Regions from separate parts of the Mus musculus genome. Here all the other regions are linked to region 7. Evidence: chromatin contacts called from public HiChIP or PLAC-seq and promoter capture Hi-C data. All regions are on one chromosome and are shown on one strand. The core of a region is the stretch at or near the end of the contact, and the rest is flanking DNA. Distances in the headings are between cores, read along the strand shown. Region 1 holds the start of Lpcat3 (lysophosphatidylcholine acyltransferase 3). Region 2 holds the start of Phb2 (prohibitin 2). Region 3 holds the start of C1ra (complement component 1, r subcomponent A). Region 4 holds the start of Clstn3 (calsyntenin 3). Region 5 holds the start of Eno2 (enolase 2, gamma neuronal). Region 6 holds the start of C1rl (complement component 1, r subcomponent-like). Region 7 holds the start of Foxj2 (forkhead box J2).

The links. Promoter capture Hi-C pulls out the DNA fragments that hold promoters and counts their contacts. HiChIP or PLAC-seq counts read pairs in DNA pulled down with a chosen protein or histone mark.
Region 1: an H3K27ac HiChIP or PLAC-seq map of acute myeloid leukemia shows a contact between it and region 7, with 5 times the contacts expected there. The contact joins the promoter of Lpcat3 here to the promoter of Foxj2 in region 7. A contact is called at or near these places in 9 of 39 promoter capture datasets (the 3T3-L1 cell line, cranial neural crest, embryonic stem cells and 5 more) and 6 of 115 datasets of contacts at active chromatin or transcription factors (acute myeloid leukemia, astrocytes, epiblast stem cells and 3 more).
Region 2: a contact with region 7 is called in an H3K27ac HiChIP or PLAC-seq map of embryonic stem cells, with 7 times the contacts expected there. The contact joins the promoter of Phb2 here to the promoter of Foxj2 in region 7. A contact is called at or near these places in 7 of 39 promoter capture datasets (the 3T3-L1 cell line, the HPC-7 cell line, cranial neural crest and 3 more), 1 of 484 Hi-C or Micro-C datasets (B cells), 12 of 115 datasets of contacts at active chromatin or transcription factors (the 230-238 cell line, astrocytes, embryonic forebrain and 5 more) and 2 of 9 other capture datasets (adipose tissue and embryonic stem cells).
Region 3: a contact with region 7 is called in an H3K4me3 HiChIP or PLAC-seq map of embryonic stem cells, with 5 times the contacts expected there. The contact joins the promoter of C1ra here to the promoter of Foxj2 in region 7. A contact is called at or near these places in 4 of 39 promoter capture datasets (the 3T3-L1 cell line, hippocampal neurons, second pharyngeal arch cranial neural crest and 1 more), 5 of 115 datasets of contacts at active chromatin or transcription factors (astrocytes, embryonic stem cells, forebrain and 1 more) and 1 of 9 other capture datasets (adipose tissue).
Region 4: a promoter capture Hi-C map of embryonic stem cells shows a contact between it and region 7. The contact joins the promoter of Clstn3 here to the promoter of Foxj2 in region 7. A contact is called at or near these places in 12 of 39 promoter capture datasets (cranial neural crest, embryonic stem cells, frontonasal cranial neural crest and 7 more), 12 of 115 datasets of contacts at active chromatin or transcription factors (astrocytes, embryonic forebrain, embryonic stem cells and 3 more) and 1 of 9 other capture datasets (embryonic stem cells).
Region 5: a promoter capture Hi-C map of maxillary cranial neural crest shows a contact between it and region 7. The contact joins the promoter of Eno2 here to the promoter of Foxj2 in region 7. A contact is called at or near these places in 4 of 39 promoter capture datasets (the 3T3-L1 cell line, cranial neural crest, embryonic stem cells and 1 more), 3 of 115 datasets of contacts at active chromatin or transcription factors (astrocytes, large pre-B cells and pancreatic cancer cells) and 1 of 9 other capture datasets (embryonic stem cells).
Region 6: a contact with region 7 is called in a promoter capture Hi-C map of embryonic stem cells. The contact joins the promoter of C1rl here to the promoter of Foxj2 in region 7. A contact is called at or near these places in 10 of 39 promoter capture datasets (the 3T3-L1 cell line, cranial neural crest, embryonic stem cells and 5 more), 6 of 115 datasets of contacts at active chromatin or transcription factors (astrocytes, embryonic stem cells, forebrain and 2 more) and 1 of 9 other capture datasets (embryonic stem cells).

The regions. Positions count from the first base shown.
Region 1 is chr6:124,661,734-124,665,090 of GRCm38.p6, reverse strand. It overlaps Lpcat3 (lysophosphatidylcholine acyltransferase 3), which reads right to left and starts at 1,987. Exons shown (of 13, transcript NM_145130.2): 1 at 1,732-1,987. The coding sequence starts at 1,882.
Region 2 is chr6:124,709,885-124,713,652 of GRCm38.p6, reverse strand. Phb2 (prohibitin 2) reads right to left here and starts at 1,364. Exons shown (of 10, transcript NM_007531.2): 1 at 1,090-1,364; 2 at 865-949; 3 at 512-591. The coding sequence starts at 1,216. Emg1 (EMG1 N1-specific pseudouridine methyltransferase) reads left to right here and starts at 1,475. Exons shown (of 6, transcript NM_013536.2): 1 at 1,475-1,777. The coding sequence starts at 1,610.
Region 3 is chr6:124,510,972-124,514,520 of GRCm38.p6, reverse strand. It overlaps C1ra (complement component 1, r subcomponent A), which reads right to left and starts at 1,900. Exons shown (of 11, transcript NM_023143.3): 1 at 1,721-1,900; 2 at 644-869. The coding sequence starts at 1,722.
Region 4 is chr6:124,463,040-124,466,415 of GRCm38.p6, reverse strand. Clstn3 (calsyntenin 3) reads left to right here and starts at 1,632. Exons shown (of 18, transcript NM_153508.4): 1 at 1,632-1,995. The coding sequence starts at 1,932.
Region 5 is chr6:124,767,650-124,771,130 of GRCm38.p6, reverse strand. It overlaps Eno2 (enolase 2, gamma neuronal), which reads left to right and starts at 1,458. Exons shown (of 12, transcript NM_013509.3): 1 at 1,458-1,694; 2 at 2,794-2,893; 3 at 3,335-3,430. The coding sequence starts at 2,809. Lrrc23 (leucine rich repeat containing 23) reads left to right here. Exons shown (of 8, transcript NM_001302555.1): 7 at 256-559; 8 at 968-1,262. The coding sequence ends at 529.
Region 6 is chr6:124,491,250-124,494,642 of GRCm38.p6, reverse strand. C1rl (complement component 1, r subcomponent-like) reads right to left here and starts at 1,530. Exons shown (of 6, transcript NM_181344.5): 1 at 1,413-1,530; 2 at 600-828. The coding sequence starts at 1,492. It overlaps Gm44096 (a long non-coding RNA gene), which reads left to right and starts at 241. Exons shown (of 3, transcript XR_003956364.1): 1 at 241-410; 2 at 508-852; 3 at 2,113-2,490.
Region 7 is chr6:122,818,821-122,822,195 of GRCm38.p6, reverse strand. Foxj2 (forkhead box J2) reads right to left here and starts at 2,012. Exons shown (of 11, transcript NM_021899.3): 1 at 1,226-2,012.

The DNA.
Region 1 (3,357 bases), core at 738-3,237, 1.8 Mb before region 7:
CCTCCACCTCTAAAATCTTAGGATCCCACCAAGGAAGAGCAAAACTTTTATCAGAGCAAAGGAAGATCACCTTGGTATGATATGAAATAACAATGGTTTTAGCCAAGGTTGTTTCAGTATGGATTAAAGTTCCAGTCATCCTGTAGATTGGATCCACACCCTCTGGTGATTATGTGTCCATGTCTCAGCTGACTCCAGGATAACTTCCACATTTCTTTCTCGAATTTAAACTCTTCCCAGCCCAATTGTCTCCAACTTTTTTTTTCTTTTATTTATTCTTCTCAGCCCAATTGTCTCAAACTTTTTCCATTTATTTATTTATTTATTTATTTATTTATTTATTTATTTATTTATTATATGTAAGTACGCTCCAGAAGAGGGTGTCAGATCTCATCACAGATGATTGTGAGCCACCATGTGGTTGCTGGAATTTGAACTCAGGACCTTCAGAAGAGTAGTCAGTGCTCTTACCTGCTGAGCCATCTCTCCAGTCCTCCCCCCCCCCTTTTTAAAAATAGGGTCTCAAACCATTAGCCCAGGCTCAAACTCACAGTTCTCTTGCCTTAGTCCCAGGGCACTGAGCCGCAAAGGCATAAGTCACCACACCCAATTTATCTCAAACTTCCTACAGTTAACCCTCTACTTACGCCTCTCTCAGGTTAAAGTTATGCAGCCTTCCCCAAAAGTTCCAAGGACTTAAAAACCTACTGAATCGAGTCTCTGATCACTGATCTTGACCTAAGAATTCTTACCGGACTTTACAGCGATCCAATGCTAAGCACGGCTGTCTTCATCTCATAAGAGAATTAGATGCGGAGCAGTTAAATGGCTTGCCTGGGGGGTCTTACCGTTTGTGAGTAGCGACAAGAGTGGTTGCTACTCACAAACGGTAAAGAGTGGGACTCCTTTAACTTCAAAGTCCACACTTTTTCCATCATACCACGTTACCTCATGTATTAAAAAACCTCGAAGAGTGCGGTTTTTAAAAGACTATAAAATATATATATAATATATAACACAGCTTGTTGCGACATAAATTCAGGTACATCACATCCTTTGAACCATATGAATAATAGTCCCTTGGAACAAGCATGGAGTTTTTAAGGTTGTTAATAGTGCTGTTTCCCAAGCCCAGTGTAAGAATGTATTCCAGAGTAAATGACAGGTGGGCGGCTAAGGGGGAAAGCAATATGGTACAAGAAAATACTAGAAAGTGGACAGAAAAGAGATGAAAGTACACTATACGTTGGCAATACACAAAATAGACCGAGAAGACATAGTATGAAATAATCGGGCAGAGGAGGCCCGTAGGGCTAAAATATCTTAAGTTCGAGGGCCTATGCCTCTCGTAAGGAGAGCGCATGATGGGAGCTGTTAATAACAAATAAGTAGTACTCATGGCCACAGTCGAACTCTTGAGAGCCACAGACAGACATAGGTCGCAAGGGCACAGTCCGGCATATCGATGACAAGGCGGGAGGTGACTGAGGAGCCAAAGGGCACAGTATGGGCCAAAGAAAATGGGAAGAGGTTCAGAGGGTACGGGCCCCCAGACTTGAGACCAGACTTGTCTTCCCTTCGATAGCTGGCTGGTGTGCTTGATGACCCGCACCCCCAAGCCCTCCTGGGTCCCAGGTTCGGGGCAGACAGACAGGTCCTGTCCCCAGACCCCATTCTGCCCATTTCCTTGGGACTCCACGAGGGGGCAGAGGCAGGCAGGAGGGTCCTTACCCAGGAAGATGGAGAAGATGAGCCGCAGCGCCTGTTCCGACGCGCCCAGAGACGTCGCCAACTTGTTAAGGCTCAGATCCTCGACACCCGGCCACAGCCCCCGCATCTGCTCCAGCGTCTCTCCCATGTCCCCGTCCGCTGTAGACGCCATCTTAACTGCGGGCGCCCCCCGGGGACCCCCAGCTCCGCGCCCCGAATGTGGGCAGAACGCGGTGGCTTCACCCCCAATTCCGGCCGGGGGCCCGCCCACGGCGTGCGCATTGGCTGCGGGCCCGCCCAGAGCCTCTAGACCCACCCGATTATTGGTCGAGCCAGCCGGGGGCGGGGCCGAGCGCAGCAAGGTAGGAAGAGGGCGGGGCCGAGCGTTTGTAAGGCAAAGGTGACTCCCGTGAGGAAGGGAAACGGGCCGGGCCGGCGGGGCGGGGCGGGGCTTGCGATCGCGACCCAGCTGCTATTGGAGCAGGCGGGAGCGCGAGGCGAGGTGACAGTACAACTCGGTCCGGACGGCTCCGGGCAGGAGTGGGTCGGACGGGTGTCCGGCCGGCTTGCTCGCTGCCTTCCCATTGGTTGAGACAGGAGCAGGCGAGAGTCGGGGCGGGGGGGGGGCGGGGGGGGGCGGGGGCGTCACCAGACCGCGAGGTTACTCTCGGTCGCCGGCGCTGGGGTTACTGGGGCATGTAACGGAGCGGAGCGAATGTCTGCTGTCACCCCACGAGCGCCCCCTAACGGTGTCTCCTCGGGGGCGGGGGAGGGGGGGAGAGCGAGGGTCCTGCATTCCCAGCCCTTTCCTGAAGGCTCTGGGGGAGCCCAGGGGCCCAAGAACACCCTTTAATGCTACGTAGCTCTTCCCGATGCAGGTCCTTTTCGGTTGTTCAAGTACTGGGACTCGAACCGGTGCCGCGTGCACGCTCTCCTGCCGGAGCTACAACCCTAGTCCTTATGCAGAGTTCCCTTTCTATAGTAAAACGGACCTTCTCTCCGGAGGCAATGAAATTAGGATCTGCCTATTTATATTAAAAAGAGCCTACTTAACACTTGCCGCTTTAATTAACAGTTAGGCTAGTTTTGTCACGGCTTAAGTAATGTATGTTCCTGATGAAAGTTCAAGCACTAGAGGCATGAAGCAAAATAGGAGCCCTTTCCTCCTATGCAGTGTCACTTCCCACTGATTGACCCCAGGGAAAGTGACAGTGTATGGGGTGTGTAACAAAGGGGTTCACAAGTTCTTGTCCTAAAAAGTTCAGCTATGGCTTACACTTCCATGGCATTTTATACTTTTTTCCAGCCCCCCCCCCCCCTTTTTTTTTTTACTGGGAAATTGAACGTAGGCTTTACGTGTGCTAAGGAAGCATTGGACCACTGAGCTATGTCTCCTGCCTTTTCATATGTCCTTTTATTTATACTTAAAGGCATTTTTTTTTACATTTATTTGTGTATATATTGGGGTATGTTGGAGGAAGGGCTAGTTTTTGCCACAGAACACACATGAAGGCCAGAAGACAACTTTCAGGAGACTGCTCTGTCTTTTGCCATGTGGATTTTGACGATTGAACTCAGTGCTGGCAAGTGCTGTAACGCGCTGAGCTATCTCTCTGGCTCGCAATTATTTTAATTAATTAAATTTTA
Region 2 (3,768 bases), core at 115-2,614, 1.9 Mb before region 7:
GTGTTTTATTTCCAAGGCCTATGGCTTAGCAAACGCATAAACCACACACACCACAAACAGCAACAGAGAAGCACACTTCTGTGGGCTACTTGCCTCGGTGTGTACATGGGAATGAGGCCCAGGCTTGGGGAATCTCAAAGGCAGGCCTTCTAACTATGGTCTACAGGGCAACAGCTAGTGAAGAGTGGGGGCACTTTCTCCAGAGCAAGGTGTACTGTGGATGTAATCAACAAATCAACAGAAAAAAAAAAAGGCCTTAAAAACAGACTTGGACCTAGGCAGCCAGGAAGAAAGGCAACTCTTATCCCTTTTATGCTAGGCAGAAGGTAACGTTAAAACGTGCATGCATGCCAAGTACTGGAATGCACCGTTTTTTGAACCGTGAGGCATGGCTCTTTTGCAGACGTAGAAACCAAGACCTCAGAAACACAACCAATTCTGGCAGCCTGGCCAGGCTCATTTTACATTTGTTTCCCCACGTGCCCTGAGGCTCCCAGTTGCCCACGTTTACCTTTGGAGCCTGTGGGGGAGGAGATTTTTCGAGGTCTGGCCCGAATGTCATAGATGATGGGGTACTGGAACCAGGGGATCCTGGAGAGGAGAGGTCATGGACAGGAGTTGGGAAACTGCAGTTTTATTGATTTTGATGGTTCCCCTCACCACTCGTCCTTGGGCCTGTTCCTCCCCACGACCACAAGGACTCTTCCCAGTCGAGAACAGCCCTTTATGCATTGCTGGAGTTTCAGGCAGCCACTGTCCTCAAGAGCAGGCGTGAGGAAGGGGTAAAGCAGCTCCGAATTGTTAAGTCTGGCTGCAGCCGTCAAGGGTGAAGGGTCAGGGCCTGTTCGCTCTGCCCGCCATTACCTGAAGTGAAGGCCTTCGGCCAGGATCGTGTCCTGCTGCACGCCACCAATACGATTAAAAAAGATGGCTCTATGACCGCCTTCCACTGCGGAGAGAGGGGTGGGAGTCAGGGCAGGCTACTGGCCCGAGTGCTGGTCAGCGTAGGTGGGACGGGGACACCTGGGGGATAGCAGGACCGTGGGTCTGGGGACCGCAACGTCCGGCCAGCGGAAGGAGGCTGCTCACCGGTGAACACGGATTCGCGGACGCCGTAGGCCACCGCCCCGGCCCCCAGCAGCAGCTTCAGCGCCGTGCCCATGCCCCGAGGCCCGGCGGGCAGGCGTCCAGCTAAGTCCTTCAAGTTCTGGGCCATGTCTGATCCTCCCGAAGGCGGCGGCGGCGGCACCAGCGGTCAGGAGGGGGTGCCCGCCAGCCTCTGCCCCGCTCCAGCTTACAGACCTCGCCTTGCACACGAGGATCGGCGGCCTTAGAGCTCGCGGGAGAAAGGGCACCGGAAGTGCGCCTCCCTCCGGACCCGCCCCCCTCCGCCCGGGCGGCCCTGAACTCCGCGCACAGGAATGGCGCATCCGGAAGTCCCGCCTCTTGGTGGGGGGGAATGGTGTGCCCTCCCGGAGAGGCTTCCGTACGGGCATCGCCATTTTCGAGCGCCCTCTTTCAAAATGGCAGCTCGAAGGAAGTTGGCCGTGAGGACGGACGTGAAGTTCTAACTTAAGGACTTCGGTGCAACTTCCGGTCTGCCTACAAGATGTCTGCGGCCAGTGGTGGCTTCCAACCTCGTGAGCGGCGATTTTCAGTGCAGGAGCAGGACTGGGAGACTACGCCGCCTAAGAAGCTCCGGCTTGGGGCAGGAAGCAAGTGCGGAGGCCGGAGGCTCATTGTGGTGCTGGAAGGGGCCAGTCTGGAGACAGTCAAGGTAGTTTTGAACAGTGAGTGCGGAGGTAGGGAATTGATGGATCAGATTGTGTGGGAACCAGGGCCGCAGAGTGCATGGAAAAGCGGAGCCTTGAAATTTGCTCTGGAAGAATGACCTAGTTTTCCAGGCTGTTGATATCCTGGGGGTAGTCCTTTTGCTCTGGACTTTCATTTCAGCCCTCGCCTTGCTTTTAGTTGACTTATCACGGAGTCTGTGATGTATAATGCAAAATGAGGGAAGCATTGTCTATTGAGGGTTCCCACGTTTCCAAAGGCCAGTGACTTCCCCAGCCTTTTACTACCAAGGACTTGATGCTTTATTTTGTTAAATGGGGCTTGACTGGCAGCTTGTTCTGTATTTACCTATTCTGAAGTATGTCTGGATCAGATTATTTAAAAAGCCTTTGTCTTTGCTTTTTTACCCTCCCCCTTAAATATTTACTTTACCTTTATTTATGCATGCAAGTCTGCATGTGGCCATGAGCCACCTCATGAAGGTGCTAGGAACCTAACTTGAGTCTTATACAAGAAAGTTTGTGCCATCTCTCCAGCCCCCTCCTTCCTTCCTTCTTTCTTTCTTTTTTTCTTTTTGTTTTTTTGAGACAGGGTTACTCTGTATAGCCCTGGCTGTCCTGGAACTCACTTTAGACCACGATGGCCTCAAACTCAGAAATCTGCCTGCCTCTGCCTCCCGAGTGCTGGGATTAAAGGCGTGCGCCACCACCGCCCGGCTCCTTCCTTCTTTTGTATGTCTTGCCTTTCAGAGCTAAACTTGTTCAATGTGTAGGCCCAGAAGTTCCCTCCCAAACTCCTGCTCCCCTCTGTTTCTGTCTCTGTCTCTCTCTCTCACACACACACACACACACACACATTCTCTTGCTGGGTGGTGGTTTTAGGCAGTCTTGGGATGCAGTCCAGGTTGGCTTGGAACTCTCCACCTTCAGCCTCCTAAATATTAGAATATTTATAGGTGAATTTCACCATGCCAGGTCTGCCCTGGGCTTAAATTTGGTCCTTAGCCCCTTCCTAGTGACTGTGAGAAAACAAGATTGTTTTTCCTTTGTAAAGTGGTTGTGTACCTTACTAACTAAACCACACAGGATCTGGATTGACAGTCCTTTAAGAGGAGTGCGTTTCCCAGTAACCCGAGGTGAGAGTCTTCCCGTCTATCCTCCATGGACACCAAATAGAAAAGTGGTTTTCTCCCCGTCGACTTCTTTTCCCCAGACTTATTTTTTTTCTGAGTACACTGTAGCTGTCCTCAGACACACCAGAAGAGGGCAACGGATCCCATTACAGATGGTTGTGAGCCACCATGTGGTTGCTGGGAATTGAATACCAGGACCTCTGGAAGAGCAGTCAGTGCTCTTAACCGCTGAGCCATCTCTTCTGTGCCCTCCCCTTCTTCCTCTTCTTCTTTTTTTTTTTTTTTAATTAAGTGATCAGTTAATCAGATTTAAAGTTTCTGTAGTTAGTTGTTATTCCCATCCTAACTACAGGCAGATCTATTCCTCCCTCAGTGATTGTCTATTATCAGTCACCATCATTATTATTGTTTAAAGGTTTTTTTTTTTTTTTTCCCATGTGCATTGGTGGTTTGCCTGCATGTATATTGCTGTAGGATGTCAGATCCACTGGAACTGGAGTTACAGACAGTTGTGAGCTGCCATGTTGGGGCTGAGAATCGAACCGGAGTCCTCTGGAAGAGCAGGCAGTGCTGTTAATTGCTGAGCACTTAACTGCTTATCTATCCAGCCCTTATTGTCATTTATTATTGTTGTTGACAGGGTCTCACTAAATAGCTCTGGGTGGCCTGGAACTCATTAGTGTCTGCTTGTCTCTGCCTCCTGAGTTCTGGGGTTAAAGGCCTGCACCATTACACCTAGGTGCCTGTTAACTCTTTGAGTTCTAACTTTGACATCATCAGACTAGGAATCCTGTGATAATAGTAATTCGCAAATGTGGAAACCTCCCCAGTATCTGTATTTCAGA
Region 3 (3,549 bases), core at 651-3,150, 1.7 Mb before region 7:
ACAGATTCCTTACTTTGTCCAAAGCAGACGACGTTCTCCTTGCTAGCTTTGCCGTGGGATGCACCCCTCCCTCAACGCTGCAGACTTGTTGAGTCCCCTTTGTTGGGGAAGTGTGGAGTTTTCTCGTTATTTTCTTAGTCTCCTGGCTGTTGCCTGAGCCTCATAGTGCGAGGAAGAGCATAGGCTCTGCTTGAATCCTGCCTTTTATTTTTACTGGATGTAGAAAGATGAGGCTAAGAAAGAAACCCTTTGAAGGGTACATACAGGGGTGACCAAGGTCCTTGTCTTCCCTGAAGGACATGTGACACCTTTCATATGTTTCTTTTCTTCTTGTTTTGGATGCAGTAGGTTACCATTCAGGGAAACTGAGGCATGGCTGTTTCTCAAGGCCTTATGGTTAGCTGTGTCCTAACTCCAATACATAGTGAAATCTACTGGAACAAACACCCCCATGCCTGCCCCTTTTCCTCATGAATCTCACTGAAGGCCTCAAAAGTCCATGGATACCCCCTCTATGGCACCAGCGACCCAAGGCCAACATTTCTACAGAGCTGTACAGTGATGGGGTGCAGGCATATTGTCCAGAGTATTCAGAGCACAAACTTCCAGTTTTGTTTCCCCTCCCTCCCACTCTGACGCCTACCTTAACATAGTCATAGAAGCAGCCTTCAGAAGGCTCCACGTCAAACTGCCAGAAGACCAGCTTCACCCTGTACCCCATGGGGACAGTGATCACAGTGGTTGTCTCCAAGTCACTGGGGTAAGGCTTGGGATACAGAGGGGAGGTCACCTCTCCATAGAGCTTCTGAGGGAGGTAAATGGAGCCTTCCACCCCATAGAACAGGGTCACCAGGAGGGCAAAGAGCCACCTGTCAAAGAGAGAGGCGAGTGTTTGTGGGGCTGGAGGATCAAGGGTGTTGTGTAGCACCCTTGCTATTTGAACTGCCTTAGGCAGGAATAGGATGACTAAACTGCCTGGTTCTTCCCCCATGCCCATTGTAGACTTCATAGTGGTTCTGTGATTGGGGGCATCAGCAGCCTCTGCATCTGCTGCAGCTGAGTTTCTCGTAGGTCAGTGCCCAGTCCAGGGGTCACTGGACTCTATCACACTCCCCACCCCCAGCCTCTGAACTGCCTTCTCTGCCCTTCTCTTTTGCCTCCTTTTCTTCCTGGAGTAGAAGCTATCTGAGGGTGAAGTTTTCCAGTGATGGCTCTGCAAAGTTTCCCAAGGCTTCAGCAAAGACCCCTGGGAGAAACCCTTCATCATGTCTGAGAAACACAGGTGGGGTCTGAGAAACACACGTGTGTGTGTGGGGGGGGGAGAGAAACACACGTGGGGTCTGAGAAACACACGTGTGTGGGGGGGGAGAGAGAAACACATGTGGGGTCTGAGAAATACACGTGGGGGGGTTCTCTCCTCTCTCAGAGAGTTCCCTCCCCTCACTGTTACCCTGCTATGAACCCAGAGTCAAGAAAGGAGAGGCTAGCTCAGCTCATGTCTAAGGGTCTGGACCCTGGGAGGAGGGCTGAGGAGTGACCCTGAGAAGTATGTGCTCTGGAGCTGGCAGTATGGGAAGAAGGATATTGTATTCCTCTTCTTATTCCCCTTCCATTTTCTTTCCGTATTCTTTTTTTTTTTTCTTTAAAGTAATATGGGCGCATGTTTGCTTCCTATGCCCAACTCCTCTTTCCTCCCTTGATACCCATCAGTCTTACTCACATGTCTCAAGGCCAGTTTGTTTTGGGTCCTCAGCTCTCCTGACAGAGTCTTCAGGCACTGTAAGTTGAAGGAGGGAGTAGGCATACAGGGGAGGGAAGGATTGTGGCAGTGGAGGGGGTGACCATTCCCGGAGGAATGTTTCAGGGAATGAAGCATTTGCATAAACAGCAAAAAAAATCTGAGTTCCCAGTTTAGTTTTGGTTTTGAAATCCTCGTTGCTTGCTGGTGCCATCTGGTGGTCCATTTGGGGAATGGCTGAGGCGATGGGATCTGAAGTTTTAGGGACCTGGAAACATTTGGTTTGGAGGGCCAGACTCTGGGGTCTCTAAATCGGATTAACATTTTCTGGGAGACTTTCCTGGGGCTGCTAGTTGCCCTTTATTCCAGGATCCTCGCCACAGGCATCGTAGATTGTGGAGGCACTTAAAGGCTCTGCTTTCCTATTGGCCCCTTTTTTGCAATTCTTATTCACCTGGAAGCCAAGGAGCTGGGGTTTCAATGCACAGGGTGAGGTGAAGAAGAACTGGGTTGAGGAGGGCACCGAGGTGTACAGGTGTGGATATGAGTGTGATGGAGTTGCAAGATCACAGGACACTAAAGCAAGGCTATGCTTTGAGCTCCCGCCTCCATCCTTGAACTCTGGCTTCCCAGTGAACTTAGATCTTGTTGAAGATAGGGCAGCTGCAGAGTGGAAGAAACATCTTTTCCTGGACATATGGTCAGCTCGAGTCTTCAGGGATACAACTACTTAGCGCTTCAAGCAAAGGGTGTGGCCGCAGAGGGAGAGTGACTCTTTCTTCTTAGAAGGGAAACCAGGTACCCGGGACAGCTGTGCTGTCCACAAGGACATGGTGTCCTGTTTAAAAAATTTGTTCCTGTCTCCACCAAAAAATTTATGGCACTTTGTTTTGTGGAGGCTTGGACTACAGAGCAGGCATGCCAGTTCCTGTAAGGTGTTCCTGATTAGAGAAAATGTTCCTCCCCTACTCGCTCTTCTCTCCCGACTTGTCCACGTATGGGATAATTCGTATTAGGGGTCAGCCTGTGAACTTAAAGGATCCACAACGATGGAGGCAGTCTCCCCTTGACAGTGACCTTGGCATGAGGCCGGAGAGCAGGCACACACAAGATGTGAAACGCACGGAGGTTTGGAAGATTTTCCCAGCACTGGGGCAGAAGCCTGAATGAAGGTAGTGGCTAGGAGAGAGGGAGGGGTGGGGAGGGCTTCCAAGATTTTATCAGGGTAAGATAAGGTCGGGAAAGACCAATGATGAGGGATAGGAAATGGACTAGATCAGAAGACAGAAGGAAGAGGAAATCTTGCCTAGTGAATTGCATGTTGGTATCCTAAGAAGTAGGTGTGTGTGTGTGTGTGTGTGTGTGTGTGTGTGTGTGTGTGTATGTGCATGGCTTGTTCATAACTGTGGCAGAAGGATCAGATGGAAGGGTGTGGTCCAAGAAAGCAAGTCAATTGAAAAATCTCATCTACATTGCTTCTAGGGATTCTGAGTTCTGTTCTGATGTCATGTGACTTGACCAAAAAAATATGCCAAACCTGGACCTTACCACCTCAGGTCCTGCCCCATTTCCATTTTGTTTAAACATACAAATAAAGTTTAGATCTGCATCTAGAGATAAAAATATTACATAGATATAGACAAATATATGTCTTTTGCTTTGTCTGTAAGAAAATATATAATTTTTATCAAAATAAAAAGTTCAATAAGAATGACATATGCTTACTACTTAAAATTTAGTCAGTAGAAAATAAGAGAAAATAATCAGTCAAAATCGCTCCACCCAAAATAACTTCTGCTTAGTATTCTTGG
Region 4 (3,376 bases), core at 383-2,882, 1.6 Mb before region 7:
CCATTGGACTTGCAAACTTTATATGCCCCAGTACAGGGGAACGCCAGGGCCAAAAAGGGGGAGTGGGTGGGTAGGGGATTGGGGAGTGGGTATGGGGGACCTTTGGGATAGCATTGAAAATGTAAATGAGGAAAATACCTAATAAAAAAAATTGAAAAAAAAAAGTCTAAAGCCTAAAACCCCAAGAAATTCCAAGATTATAAGGCCTTGAATACATTTTTAAAATAAATTATTTAGAATATATATATATATATATATATAAAGAGATGCAGCCCCACTCTGCCCCGCTGCAGTGATGGGCTCTGGTCTGCTGTGTGTAGCCCTGGAGCGACTGAGACTTAACAAAGTCATTCCTGGCTTCAGCTTTTTCTGTGGAATGACCTTAGAGCTGTCTGTCATTCAGAACTTGAGCTTTCTGAGTGTCAGTCTTGGCCTCCGAGTCATTTCGGTCAGGTTTGGGAACCCCGAGGGACGGGCTTCCACTGGAGGCTGCTGTGGCAGGCAGTGTGTGGAGCAGCTGTGAGTTCTGGCTTTATTCTTAGACTGAGAGGAAGGGGAGGGAGGGGGCATTCAGAGGTGTGAGTTGGGAGTGAGGACCGCCACAGGAGACAGGAGCCACAGTACTAAAGGCCTGGACTCTAGGCCTTCACAGCTCTTCCCCTGCCCCCTTACCATTGGCTGAATATGGTTCTTAAACGGGTGTTCTTGGTCTTCTGGGGCATGTTTGGGGAGGCAGAGGAAATGACCATCAGTGAGGGATGAGTTCAAGGGAAGGCTGAAGATTTTATACTCTTTGATTTGGGACCCAGGGTTTCCCTCTCAGTTCCGAGTCCTGGATACCATCAGCCCTCAGCCAAGGCACATCCTAACGGCTTGGAGGATATTGAAATCATTGTGTACCATGTCTGCAGCTGCCCACTTGCCTCCCAAACTGACCAATGATGTGGGGCAGCTCGATCACAGTTTAAGGTGGGGAAATCAGGGACTGTAAGCAGTAAGAAAAGACGATCTCAGATGCAGATGAACTGCCCTTCCAGGAGCGTGTGTGGAAAGGGCTGCCGGGAGTCCTTCCTCTTCCTCACCTAGGGCTCTTGTCATAGGTTTTTTTTTTTGTTGTTGTTGTTGTTTTTTTTTTTTTTTGTCTGTCTATCTGTCCGTTAGGTTTTTCTGGCCCTCCGCTGTCGCCCACAGGGCCCTGAGTTGGAACTGAAATGCTAGAATTTCCTACTCGAGGTTTTGCCTCCAGGTTTCCAGAAAGCACGCAGCAGGGACTAGCTAATGGAATGGGCTGTGGAAAGAGGTTAATGCAGAATTGGGGGTGGGTGACGTGGATACTGCCTCTCTTGGCCACCCCCAAGGCTCTTGACGTCTCTGTCTCACCCTACCTCCTGCCTTTCGGCTAGGTCTTCTGATATCCTTCGTATCTTCTACCCACTCCATGGCTTTCCTGCTTCCTCTCTAGCCCCCGCAGTTCCTCTGCTCCCCCAAACTGCAGCCAGGGGAAAAAGCCCTAACACATTCTCCCGCCCCTGCTCCCCAGTCGCATTGGTTCCCTACCCCCCCTTGCAGCACCTGGTGCCCTCAGTCTTCTAATTGGCCAGCGGCCCCATCAATCCTTGCCTGGCTGTGCTGACGTCATCCTGCAGTAGCGGGGATGGGGTGGGAGTGAGAGAGAGATAGAGAGAGCAAGCGAGAGTGAGGACGCTGGGCTGGAGACTGAAGAGAGAAGCTACTGCAAGTCCCCCATCTCAGCCACCCAGCGGGTCTGAACACATCTGCTATATGGACTAGAGTGGTCGGCAGGCTCCTTTCCGATCTTGTCCCCCTGCCCTTCCCTCGTAGTCTCTGCATTTCTCCCCCAAGGTGGCATTAGCAGGCTTGAGGCTCCCAGGGGATAGGAACGCCTGGCCTGGCGTGCTTAGCACCGCACCATGACCCTCCTGCTGGTGTCCCTTTTGCTGGCCTCTCTGCTTCAAATCAGCTCTGGCAACAAAGGTGAGATAGACGGGGATGGGAGCCTCTGAACTGGGGCGTCAGGCTGAGCAATATGGGGGTAAGGAGGGAAGGGGATGTTCAGGCTCTCTGGTGTCCGAGACAGGTGTCCTTTCCTTTCTCACCACCCCCTTTCCATCCTTTTTTCAGACTGGCTCTCACTTCCAAGGGCCAGCTCCTCCTCGCTGGTCCATCTCTACATGTGCTTGCCTAACATCCTGCTTGTATATCTGTTCCCACCTGGGGTCTCTCTGCCCCCTCCCCCAACCCTTCCATGCTGGTAGATACCTCCTGTCTCAAAGGGACTTGCTCCCCGAGGGTGACATTCCCTCAGGTTCCGTTTCACTGGGTGTTCATGCATACTAAGGGTGTGTGGCAGATCCATCTGGCTGTCTTCATCCCTTCCTGGGGAGAAACTGTGTACCGCAGCTCAGTAATTCCGAGCACGTATGTATTTTCGTGTCTCTCTGCATCCATACCCTTCTGCCTGCATCCGCTGGGTTGTGGGTTACCACAGCTGCCCTCTCTGGCAGAGAGCAGATAAATTCAACTGGGTGAGACTGTCAGAGGGAAGGGGAGGTTGGGGCCAGGGGCCGAGGGTTCAGGTAGGTAGAGGGGACAGAGAAAGTCTGAAAAGGGAAGAAAAGGGTGTGTGTGGAGGGGTGCTCCAGGAAGGAGGTGAGAAGGGAATCTGAGGAGGGAAGGGGAGGTGAGGAGTGGGAATAAGAAGTGGATCAGAAAGGAGGAAGGTAGAGGCAGAAGGAGGAAAGGAGAGAAGTGGGGGAGGAGGAAATCAAGGAAGAGCCAGGAAGCAAAGAAGGGATGAAGAACGGATATAGGGCAGCAGGTAGACATAAGACAGGGGTAGGAAGGAGGGCTCATTTGGTAAGGGCATAAAGACAGGGTTGTAGGGTGCCTGGCTCGGCCCTTGGTACCCTCTGCTCTTCTGTCTGCTGTCTCCCATGTCTGGCTGGAGCTCCTACCTCAGGGTGGTCCTCCTGGCTCTCAGGCTTCTTCTCACTTCCTGCTCGGCCTCCCATACACCATCTCGAGGCCTTCATTAAGGGAGAGGGTTACGGTGGTCATCCCCACGAAATGGAGAGGCCTGCAGATACCAGGATGTTGGTTGGGCTGTGGTTATGGGAATGGACAGAAATCAAAATTTCTTGCTCATCATGAGACACTGGGGTGAGAGCCCTCTGGTGACTCAGTTTCTCTCTGATGATCTATCCTCCCCTCTCCATGTCTGCCTTTGGGAACATGGATGGGGGGCATAGTGGAGTTAGGTGGAGCAAGTGGTGGAGGTTGGTTCTAGGGATGTATGTTTTCCCTATGACATCTCGAGAGCTTGAAGGAAGTTGATCCTGGGGAAGAGACCCTCCTT
Region 5 (3,481 bases), core at 209-2,708, 1.9 Mb before region 7:
GGATTAAAGGTATATGCCACCACTGCTAGGCCCCAAAGATGACACATCACATGGCATTTAGGGATTCTGTGAAGCATAGGGATTAGGGAAATGCATCCAGCCAAGTCCTCTTCAACCATCATTGCTACCGGTCCTCAACCATCATTGCTTTCGGGGAGCCCAGAGTTGCTTCCTCTTACAAAGGCAGCCCAATTCCTAGCTGACAATCAAAGCCCATTTTCCTGAGAGTTAACCCCTCCCCAACCCCATCCACAGGAGCAATATGATTAGTGATCTGGCAGAGCTGGCCAAACTGCGGGACCTGCCCAAACTTCGAGCCCTGGTGCTGCTGGACAACCCATGTGCGGATGAGACCGACTACCGCCAGGAGGCCCTGGTGCAGATGGCGCACCTTGAGCGCCTGGACAAAGAATTCTATGAGGATGATGACCGGGCAGAGGCCGAGGAGATCCGTCAGAGGCTGAAGGAGGAACAGGATCAAGATCTCGATCCGGACCAGGACATGGAACCGTACTTGCCACCAGTTTAGTGGCTCTTCCAGCCTGCAGGGACAGTAAAGGTGATGCCAGGAAGACAGCCCCAGGAGGTCAAAGGCTGGGCACACGGGACGAGAGGCCAGAGTTAGGGGCTGGAGATAGCTTAGATATGAAGGAAAGATGAGAGGGGCCCAGAAAGTGATAAGACACGCAGGAGACCACAGTAGAGAGAAGAACTAATTGGGGGTGGGGGTGGGGTGAAGACCGCTGTATAGCTGGTAGAGACGACTGGTGGGAAGGAGCTCAGGAGGGAAAGAGGTGGCCGGTGGTGCGTGGAGGATGTAGCTGGGCCAGGGAAAAGATCCTGCACTCAAAATCTGAAGCTAAAAATAACAGGACACCAGGGTGGGGAGGCGAAAGGAGGGCAGAGTGAGGCAGAGACTGAGAGGCCTGGGGCACACGATTGATTTATTTCTCTTCTCTCTTTCCAGGAAGCCATGGACACTGGCCCCAAGAACTGATAAGACTCCAGTGGGGGACCACCACATTCATAGCCCCGTCACAGGAAGTGGGAGATGCTCCTTTTTGTCCCAGACTGGAAATCCATCACATCCCAAGGCTCCTTGGCAGTCATCTGTCTGTGTGGCTTGTTCTGTGGGCCTGAACTCCTAAGCACAGGTCGGGGGTAAAACTAGGATGCTAGTAGGTGTTGTCTATAGAGAGGCGCTGAGGAAGTGAGCTGTGATGGGCCAGTTGAGGTTTCAAATAAAAAGGCATTTTTTTATATTTTTGTGTGTGACCGAGTTCCTGAACCCCTGTGGGTGGGCTTTTCCACCCGTCTGGGTTAGTACCTGCCGCAGTACTGGAATGAGGCGACGCCTGTTTCCCTCGAGTTGGCTGGACATGGGTTATGAGCATCCGTGTGCTTAAGGGGTTGCCAGCCTGGTCCTGGATCGCCCCAGCCCTTCCCCCACCCGTTCCGTTCCCCACCACCACCCGCGCTCGTACATGCGTCTCCGCCTGCAGCTCTTGACTCATCGGGGCCCCCGGGTCACATGCGCCCTCCCGGCTCTATAGGCGCCGCCCCCTGCCCACCCCCCGCCCGCGCTGGGAGCCGCAGCCACCGCCACTCCTGCTCTCTCTGCGCCGCCGCCGTCACCACCGCCACTGCCACCGCCACCGCCGCCAACGCCACCGACTGAGTCTGCAGTCCTCGAGGTGAGGCCCGTATCGGGCCGCATCCCCTTACTCGCTCCTTGCCGCCTCCACTCCCCGTTGTCCTGGGCTTAGCGACCCGGGCGGGTGACGCTGCATACCTGACTGTCACCTGCCTTCCCTGGCACCCTCCATCTCTGGCCTTCCCGGACAGCTCCCGGCTTTCTGGCTGTCACCTCCTCCTGGTTTAGGTACCAGCTTTCTGCATCCGCTTCTCTAACTGCACGGTTCCACCCTCGCCTGCCCCTCTCCCCGCGCCGGTATTCGTCTAGGGTCCTGCCGATTTGTTTCCTAAGTTCGATGTCTCCACAGGAGATGGTTGTTATCCTGGCACGTCCTTTTTTTCTTTTGCGTTTGCGAAGATACCCTCTCACCCTTCCTTGACTGCCTCAGACTTGCTCTAGACTCGTCCTTTGGTCCCTCCTTCTCTTCCCCTCTCTCTGACATTTCATTTTCTCCGATGTTTGGGGGAGGGATAGGAGGAGTGGGGAATTTGTCCGGGGGTAGAAAAGCGATGGGTCTACCTCATCATTCCCCACCGTAGCCTCTAGGGACTGGAGGCCTGGTCCCAGGACGCTGTCCCCAGACTCCTCTTGAAATGAGGAACTCGTGTTTGGGAGAGAGGTGACGACCCCGGAGTGTTTTCTAGACCTTGTGTATATGGGCTGTCAAGTTGGGGATCCACCTGCCCAGACAACCCCTCTTCTTTCTGTTCCAAGATCCAAGGGAAAAAATGCCAGTCTGGCAGCCATCCCGCCTGGGGAAGTCTAGGGGAACCCCACTGGTCGGTGAAGCTGCTGAGGGGCGAAGAAATCGCTGCTTGCCCCTCCCCTCATCACTGCGGTGTTCTCCCATCTTGTCATGAGATGTACTCCGCCCCTACTGCAGTGACCTCCCCTTCCTCACTGCATTGACCTTCTCCTCTCTCCACGGGGAAGGGAGAACCCCTTCTACAGTGCCTGATTGCAGCCCGCTCCTCCCCACCCCCTACCCACTGCAGTAACCTCTTTGCCAGCCCTCCCAGCCTCTGGCCCCTCCCACTGGCCTCAGGCTCCACCCTTCTAAGCCTCTTATCTTTCTCCTTCCTCCACTTCCACCCAAGGAGATCCCAGCCATCATGTCTATAGAGAAGATTTGGGCCCGAGAGATCTTGGACTCCCGTGGGAATCCCACCGTGGAGGTGGATCTCTATACTGCCAAAGGTGATGGGCAGAGCATGGACTGTCCTTAGCTCCTACTTCCCCCTATGCTGGGTCAAATCCAGGGGCTGTGGGGTGCTAGGCCAGGTTCCCAAGGCTGGATTGTGGAGTCTGATCTTCCTTGGCTCGTGGATTCAGGCTCGGTGAGTCTATGTTCTAGTTCAGCGTGAGAAAGGCCCTGCCAGTGTGAGCACAGGAGCACGCATGCTCTGCCTAGCATAGCCCTGTTTCTGAGGCCTCCCACTTGTGCTTATGAGGCCTCAGTTGGGCGGACAAGGTGGCCCGGCTCGTGCAGATGGCACGGTGTCTGTGAGAGTGCATGTATCTGTGTGTAGTGTCAGGGAACCTTGTGGATGTGGCAGGCAAGAGTTTAGACTAGAAGGCTCAGAGAATCCTAGGCCCCAAAGGGTCCTCCCTCCTTCCTCACGGCATGTCTTCTTCCAGGTCTTTTCCGGGCTGCAGTCCCCAGTGGAGCCTCCACCGGCATCTATGAGGCCCTGGAACTAAGGGATGGGGACAAACAGCGTTACTTAGGCAAAGGTGATGAACTGCTCTCCTCTCCTAACATGCCCCAGTCCCCTGTCCCTCCTC
Region 6 (3,393 bases), core at 281-2,780, 1.7 Mb before region 7:
TGACCACATCTGGCTAAGATTCTGATTTTTAAAAATTATATGCATATCTTACTTTGATATAAATAAAATTTAACTCAAAAGATAACATACTATGATTTAAAAGAACTCTTATTTTGAATAATGCCCTTGCTGTGATTTTGTGGCCTCTCATCCCAGGTGAACTTGATCGGTCTTCACTTGTTCTTCTGAGGGTGAACATTTGTCATTAATTACATCCAGTTTCCTAACTCAGTAGAGAAAGCACTCAACAAGGTCTAGCTAGGGAGGGTGAGATCCCGGGCCTTTGACAAGATTGTAGAGCAACAATATTTATGTGTCTCTTTGTAAGCTCTCAAAACTCAGGCTCTGCCCCGCAGCCGCCTTCTCTCAGAGCTTGGTGGGTCCCTGCGGATGCCTTGGTGGAACCCTTGGTGAGTTGCCAGGGACGGGTGGGAGGCTGTATACTGAGTGATCAGGCTGTAGCTAGGCCCTAGATCCTCTGACTTGGACACCTTATCTCTTCTCTAGATGGGTGGTTCAGAGCAGAGCTATCACCCACTGCCCATGGGAGGCTCCCTCCCCAGAGCCCCTGCAGCTCTCCACCCCCTTGTCCAGCTCACTGTGACAGAGTCGCCTTCACAGTCTGGGGATGGCTCCAGATCAAAGTCCTGGAAGGTCAGCCTCACAGCAAACCCCTCTGGAGCCTCGATGTCAGTGTGGCTCTCCTGGCCTTTGAGATATGGCTCTGGGTATCCAGGGGATGTCAGTTGCTGTGGTGACTGCTGGGCCAAAAGCACAGAGGCCTGTGTGGGGCAAGTATGGAGGATTCCCCAAAGGAGCCACCAGCACCTGTGAGTGAGCAGGGAAGACAAGGTGAGGTTATACAGCTCTACCAGAGGCTGTGTGTGTATGTTCTGTTGTGGCCAGAGATGATAAAGGCTCCGGAGGCTTAGGGACTAGCAGTTGTGTCCGTGGCCCCAGAGTGTTGGGCACTTCTGGATACCACTTTCCTGAACCGAGTCTGTGTAGGTTCCTATCTGGATTCCTCTGTAGCCCGATCTCCAAGACTGCGGGGTTTCTATCCTATGAAGACATTATTATGGCTCCTTTTCCTTTGTGAGTCTAACCCAGATGGCTTCCTGCCTCAGCCTTTCCTAACCCCCTCCTGGAGTACAAGTTAGGGTCATTTAAATAATTCCTGGCTCAGAGCACTGAACAGGCAAATTCAGTTAGTTCCCTCTGGGTCATCTGTCTACCCTCCGCCCCTCCCTGCCCCCCCACCCGGCCGTGTGTGTGTGTGTGTGTGTGTGTGTGTGTGTGTGTGTGTGTGTGTGTGTGTGTGTGTATACTTATGTAACCCCATGTCCTGCCTTCCTCCCTTCCTTTCTCCCAGCCCCTTTCTTTCTCCAGGGCCCTCTATGGTGCAAACTCACATCTTGCTCATGCAGCTTGTGGTGGGAGAACTCCATAGGCTGTTCTCCAGCTCTGGGACCAGGCCTCTGAACCCTGACATCTGGAACTGGCTAGAGTGCTTGGCTCAGGCCAGGGAGTAGGAGGTGGGGCTAGAGGAGGCCCTTTAGGGAGAAGGCAGAAGTTACTGGAAATGAGTTGAGACTCTGGGTGCAGGTCTGCCACCTGCTGACAGACTCAGGAATAGCTCTCACCATAATTGAAAGGAAAGACCTTTAAAACACGTGAGAGAGCAGAGTATGTGCACATGTACACATATGTACACATGACCTTTGGCTCTTTGCTTTTTTTTAGGGGGATGGGAGCTGAGATAGTCTTGCAAAACCTGGACTGGGCCTCCAGCTTGCTATTAGTGGAGGCTCTGCCTCCTCTCTAGCATTAGAATTACACCACACCTAGATCTTGGTTGTATTTTTGAAACAGGGTCTCACTTTGTAGCCCAGGCTGTCCTAGAACTCACTCTGCAGACTAGACTGGGCTCCAAATCATGCCAATCCTGCCGCCTTAGCCTCCAGAGGGCTGGGATCACAAGGACTTGCATACCCAGTTCTTCTGGAATATTATTAACTATATGTTTGTATCGTGGCTTGTGTGACACTTCTTATGACTCTACTGCTGCCTTTAATGAACTAATCTCTCCTCCCCCCTCATTTACCCCAGCAGTCTGCCTCTTGGAGAACTTGAAGTGTGTGACTCAAGAACCCCCGAGTCTTTCTTTCCTCTCCTTCTTGGTCAAGAACCAGTGAGTTCGGGCTGGAGAGATGGCTCAGCGGTTAAGAGCACTGACTGCTCTTCCGGAGGTCCTGAGTTCAAATCCCAGCAACCAGATGGTGGCTCACAACCATCCTTAATGAAATCTGACGCCCTCTTCTGGTGTGTCTAAAGACAGCTACAGTGTACTTACATATAATAGTAAATACATTTTTGGGCCGGAGCGAGCAGAGGTCTTGAGTTCAATTCCCATCGACCTCATGATGGCTCACAACCATCTGTGCACTCATATACATAAAATAAATAATAAATCTTTTTTTAAAAAAAGAAGGGGTGAGTTCATGCATTTTGTCATTTTGAGTCCCTACCACAACATCTGGAGGCTCCTCATATAGCAGGCTGTGGTCCATCCCCAGGAATCTCTGAATCCCTCGGGACTCACCTCAGCTGTCAACCCAAGCTGTAAGGTTAATCATATCAGGAGTCACAGCGTGAGTGAGAGGATTTTTCCCTGCACCCCCTGCCAAGGGAAGACACACACCCGTGGCTTGGTGAGCGTGGGAGGGTTAAGGATGCAGAGGTGAGCATGGGGGTGGTTAGGGAGCACAGGCAGAGGTGAGTGTGGGAGGGTTAGGGAGCACTGCAGAGGTGAGCATGGGGAGGTTAAGGATGCAGAGGTGAGCATGGGGGTGGTTAGGGAGCACTGCAGAGGTGAGTGTGAGAGGGTTAGGGAGCACTGCAGAGGTGAGCATGGGGAGGTTAGGGAGCATAGGCAGAGGTGAGTGTGGGAGGGTTAGGGAACACATGACGAGGTGAGTGTGTTAGGGAACACGTGCAGACATGGCTTGTCTAGTTCTTAGGAGGCAGGTGTGCAGAAGGATTTGCATTCTAGACTCACACACCAATCTGAGAAGAGCGAGTTGCTTCTTCCGTCTTGCATGTGGTCGTGTGGTTTCATTACACACAAAGTATGGTTTGAATGAGGATGGTTCCCGATAGTGGAAGAGACTGTGGCCTTGTTGGAGGAGGTGTGTCACTGGGAGTGTGCTGTGGGGTTTCAAAAGCCCACATCAGGCCCAGTCAGGATTTCTCTCTGCCTGGCACTTGTGGTGCACTTGAGAGCTCAGGTACTTCTCCAGCCCCATGTCTGCATGCCAGCATGCTCCCCTCCGTGATGATAACGGACTAACCCTCTGAAACTGTAAGCCAGCCCCCAACTCAACACTCTCTTCT
Region 7 (3,375 bases), core at 763-3,262:
CAGTCCTGTTTCGGCGCATCACCACGACAGGTATCTTCCAAGGATCTAGTGGACAGGCAAAGACTTGGATAACACAGGCAAGCCACCCATGGCCCGTATAGGGAGGCAGAGACTGAAAACCTAAGGGGAGGAAGCTCCACACAGAAGACGAGGCATGGTCCAACCACCAGACAGGAAGTGCAGGTCTCGAGCTAGTGACCTCGGGTGAAAAATCAGAGCTCTGCTACAAATGCCACTCTGGCTCAACCAGGAAGATTTCTTAGCACGTTTTCTCCTGCTCTTTCTAAAGATTTTTGATTTTGAAGAAAATTTTCAACACAAGGTTCCTGGGACCCAGAACTAAACGAAAAAGCAAGAAGAGAGATGATGAGACCAGTAGGTGTTTTCCTGGAGGAAACTCTAAAATAAACTCCTCAGAGGTCAGACCTCCCTGGTGGACAGCTCATGAAGATAGAGGGACGGGTGGAAGGAAGCTAGGAAGCACCTTCTTCTCTTCCTCCATTCAGCTGATTTTTCCAGCGAATGGCAGGACACATGAGGGGACTAAGGCAGATTTGGTATCTAGGAAGACTCCAGCCCACCAAGGTGCATTGCCCTGACAGTTCCTTCTCATTCCAGGACATGTGCATTCGCATTTCCCTTTGGATTTTACACAGAGAGGCAGATATCCAGCCTGAAGTAGGGTTGTCAAAAGGGGCCTCCCTCCTGGTATCCAAGACAGAGTGGGCGGGGACCTGTCGCCAGTCAGGCAAGCAGTCATTGTAATAGACTGGAAAGAAGACGTCTGTTGAATATTAAACTGACTTAGGCATGCCCTGGACGATACAATACAATCCATAAAATGCCCCCACGACTGCAGGTCATTTACTGCAGGTCCAGTCACCAGAGGACAAGACCCAAAGATGGACAGTGCTGTGGGATTCTGACTGTGCTGTGTCCTGAGTTACTAACACCATGGCGTCCTGAAAACGCACCTGTTGTCTGTTCTCAGTCCAAAGCATCAACTTCTCTAGGGGCTGCAAATGACCCAACCCTTTGGACTCCAAAATCTTAAAAGGCCATTTCTCAGAGTCTCTGAAGCAACATGTGGGTTCCAGTGCAAAAGTTCCATCGGAAGACATTTCCCAGGGGTCTTTCTTCTTCCCTTCGAATGAACCCTAAGCTCCACCATTTCCGCTCCCCACACCTCCTGGTGTCTAAAGACTACAGAACGGAAAGCACTAACCTGTCTCCAAGGCTCCCCCCGCCGCTGGAGGAAACCACCTGGTACAGAAGTTTGAGGTTGCAGGGATTCCCCTCTTCAGAGGCAGGTGACAGGTGGCATCCTCAGTGACTCTTCCAGTGCCTGGCGGAGCCTCCCAGGCTGGAGCAGGGAACTGAGTCCCCTGAGGAAGAGGAGTCGAAGGAGGAGGAGGGGGAGAGGGAGGACCTACCTGGGGAAGATGGCACACCCCCCACCCCCTGCCTGCTACCCTAGGGAGGAGGGGAGGAGCCTCTCCCAGCCAGGAGTTGTCTCCTCCCCTTTGGGGGAATCCCCCTCCCCCCCCAAACTGGATCTTTCAGGGGCTGAGGGCTCTTTCTGTCAGTTGGAGATCTGAGTGGAGGGGCTCTGCCCCGGTCCACTGTCTAGGTGCACGGAAGTTGAGGGGCGAGGTCTTCTACTCTCCAGCAAACTGGAACCAATTCCTGGCGGTTCCCTGGAGGGTCCTGGCTTGTGCGTATCAGGACGCCTCTCCGCGGTGAGTCCCGGGTGGGATGCGGGGTGCCTACTCCACAGGCATGGCTCCCTTTCTCTCTGCCTCAAAAGTCCCAAACTGTCTGGAGTGCGCTGAGGCGTGAGGGAGGTCTCACTCCGGGTCCTTCAGGTCTCACTACCCTTCCCGACTTCTGGGGGTCTCCGCTGGAGCCACCGTGGGAGGGACAGCCGCGTGCCCTGCGGCGATCTCTTCTGGCTGTCCGGGGAGTAGGGAGGGTCCTCCCTCCCAAGGGAGAGGGAGCAGGTCCCGGCACAGGGTGTCCCGAGGGTGGGGTCCTCGCACTCCGGCTCCCGCCCGCCTGGCCGGCCGGCCTGGACAGCAGGGTCCCGGAGGCCGCGGTCCGGGCTCCCGTCACCCGCTGCCGGGCGGCAGCGCCTCCCGGGTCACGTCCCCCGTCCGCCGCGCTTCCCGGAGCGTGGGGCTCCCCGCGCTGCCACCTCTGAGGCTCCGACCGGTCGGGGCAGCCAGGAGCCGGCAGGCGGACGGAGCGCGTCGGGGCTCGGCTCGGGCTCGGCTCAGCTCCGCTGCAGGCCCCGGCTCCTCCCCGGCCTCGGCGCCGCGCTCCGCGCCCCTCCCCCTCCCGCCGCCGCGGCCGCCGCCTCCCGGCGCGGGTTAAGGAGGAGCGCGGAGCCCCGCAGCCCACGGGTCGCCGACCCTCCGTCCCGGGCACTGGCGATGCCAGCGTCCACGCTAAGGGCCACACACACCTCTCATTGTGCTGTGGTCTACGCCTAAGACAAGTATTCCCAGTTTTCTCAGAAACGCATTTGATGGCTCCTCTCTTTCTCTTCCAGACAGCTTATAAAGGGTTATAGGGCCGGGCGTGAAGTTAAAGTTTACTCTTATCCTGGAGGTCAGTGAAAGATTGGATCGAGGATGTATAAAAAGATAAATGAGTCTGTTATAGAGAAATGAGCATCGGGAAATGGGGTCTTGTGTTAGTTTCGGCTCTGCAAACTTGTGCAAGGCCCTAGTTTCTGGAAGCATAGCCTGTGAAGAAGGGACTATGATACTCTGGCCTGCCTACTAATATGGATGTCGCAGTCACCAAAGGAAATGATTTACGAGTTGCTTTTTAAAATGGTCTAGTACACAAAGGGTTCAAAGCATGATTATTCATTTCCCTTATAAAATGTCATTTTTTTTTACCTTTGTGCTAAAGTCAAGTGACATTTCTATAGACTATGTTATCCTGAGTGCCACAGGGAGATAGAATGGGCTCTCAGCACATCCCTCTACTTCTTACAGAATAATCTCCATCCTGGGACAGGAAATAGAACCAGGTTAGCCCATCTCTTACCTCCCCAGTCATGCTATTCCAGTACAAACTCTTAGGTATATCACCCTCTGGCTTACTTTTCTCCAATTGTGTTCTATTATAAAATGATAAGACAAAAGAAATTGTTCACTTGATATTTGAATTGCTCAAAAAGATGACAGTTTGATGACTCCCTGTAGAAAGAGATGTCATTTGTCTTCTGGCTAAATATATGCCTACTGCCATTTACTTACATTCTTGTACATATAACCACATTACACATACAACGTCTGCATTAAGGCTTCACACTCTCCGTGTGTTATCACACTTGATTCTTACTGGCAATTCCATGCAGCAGTA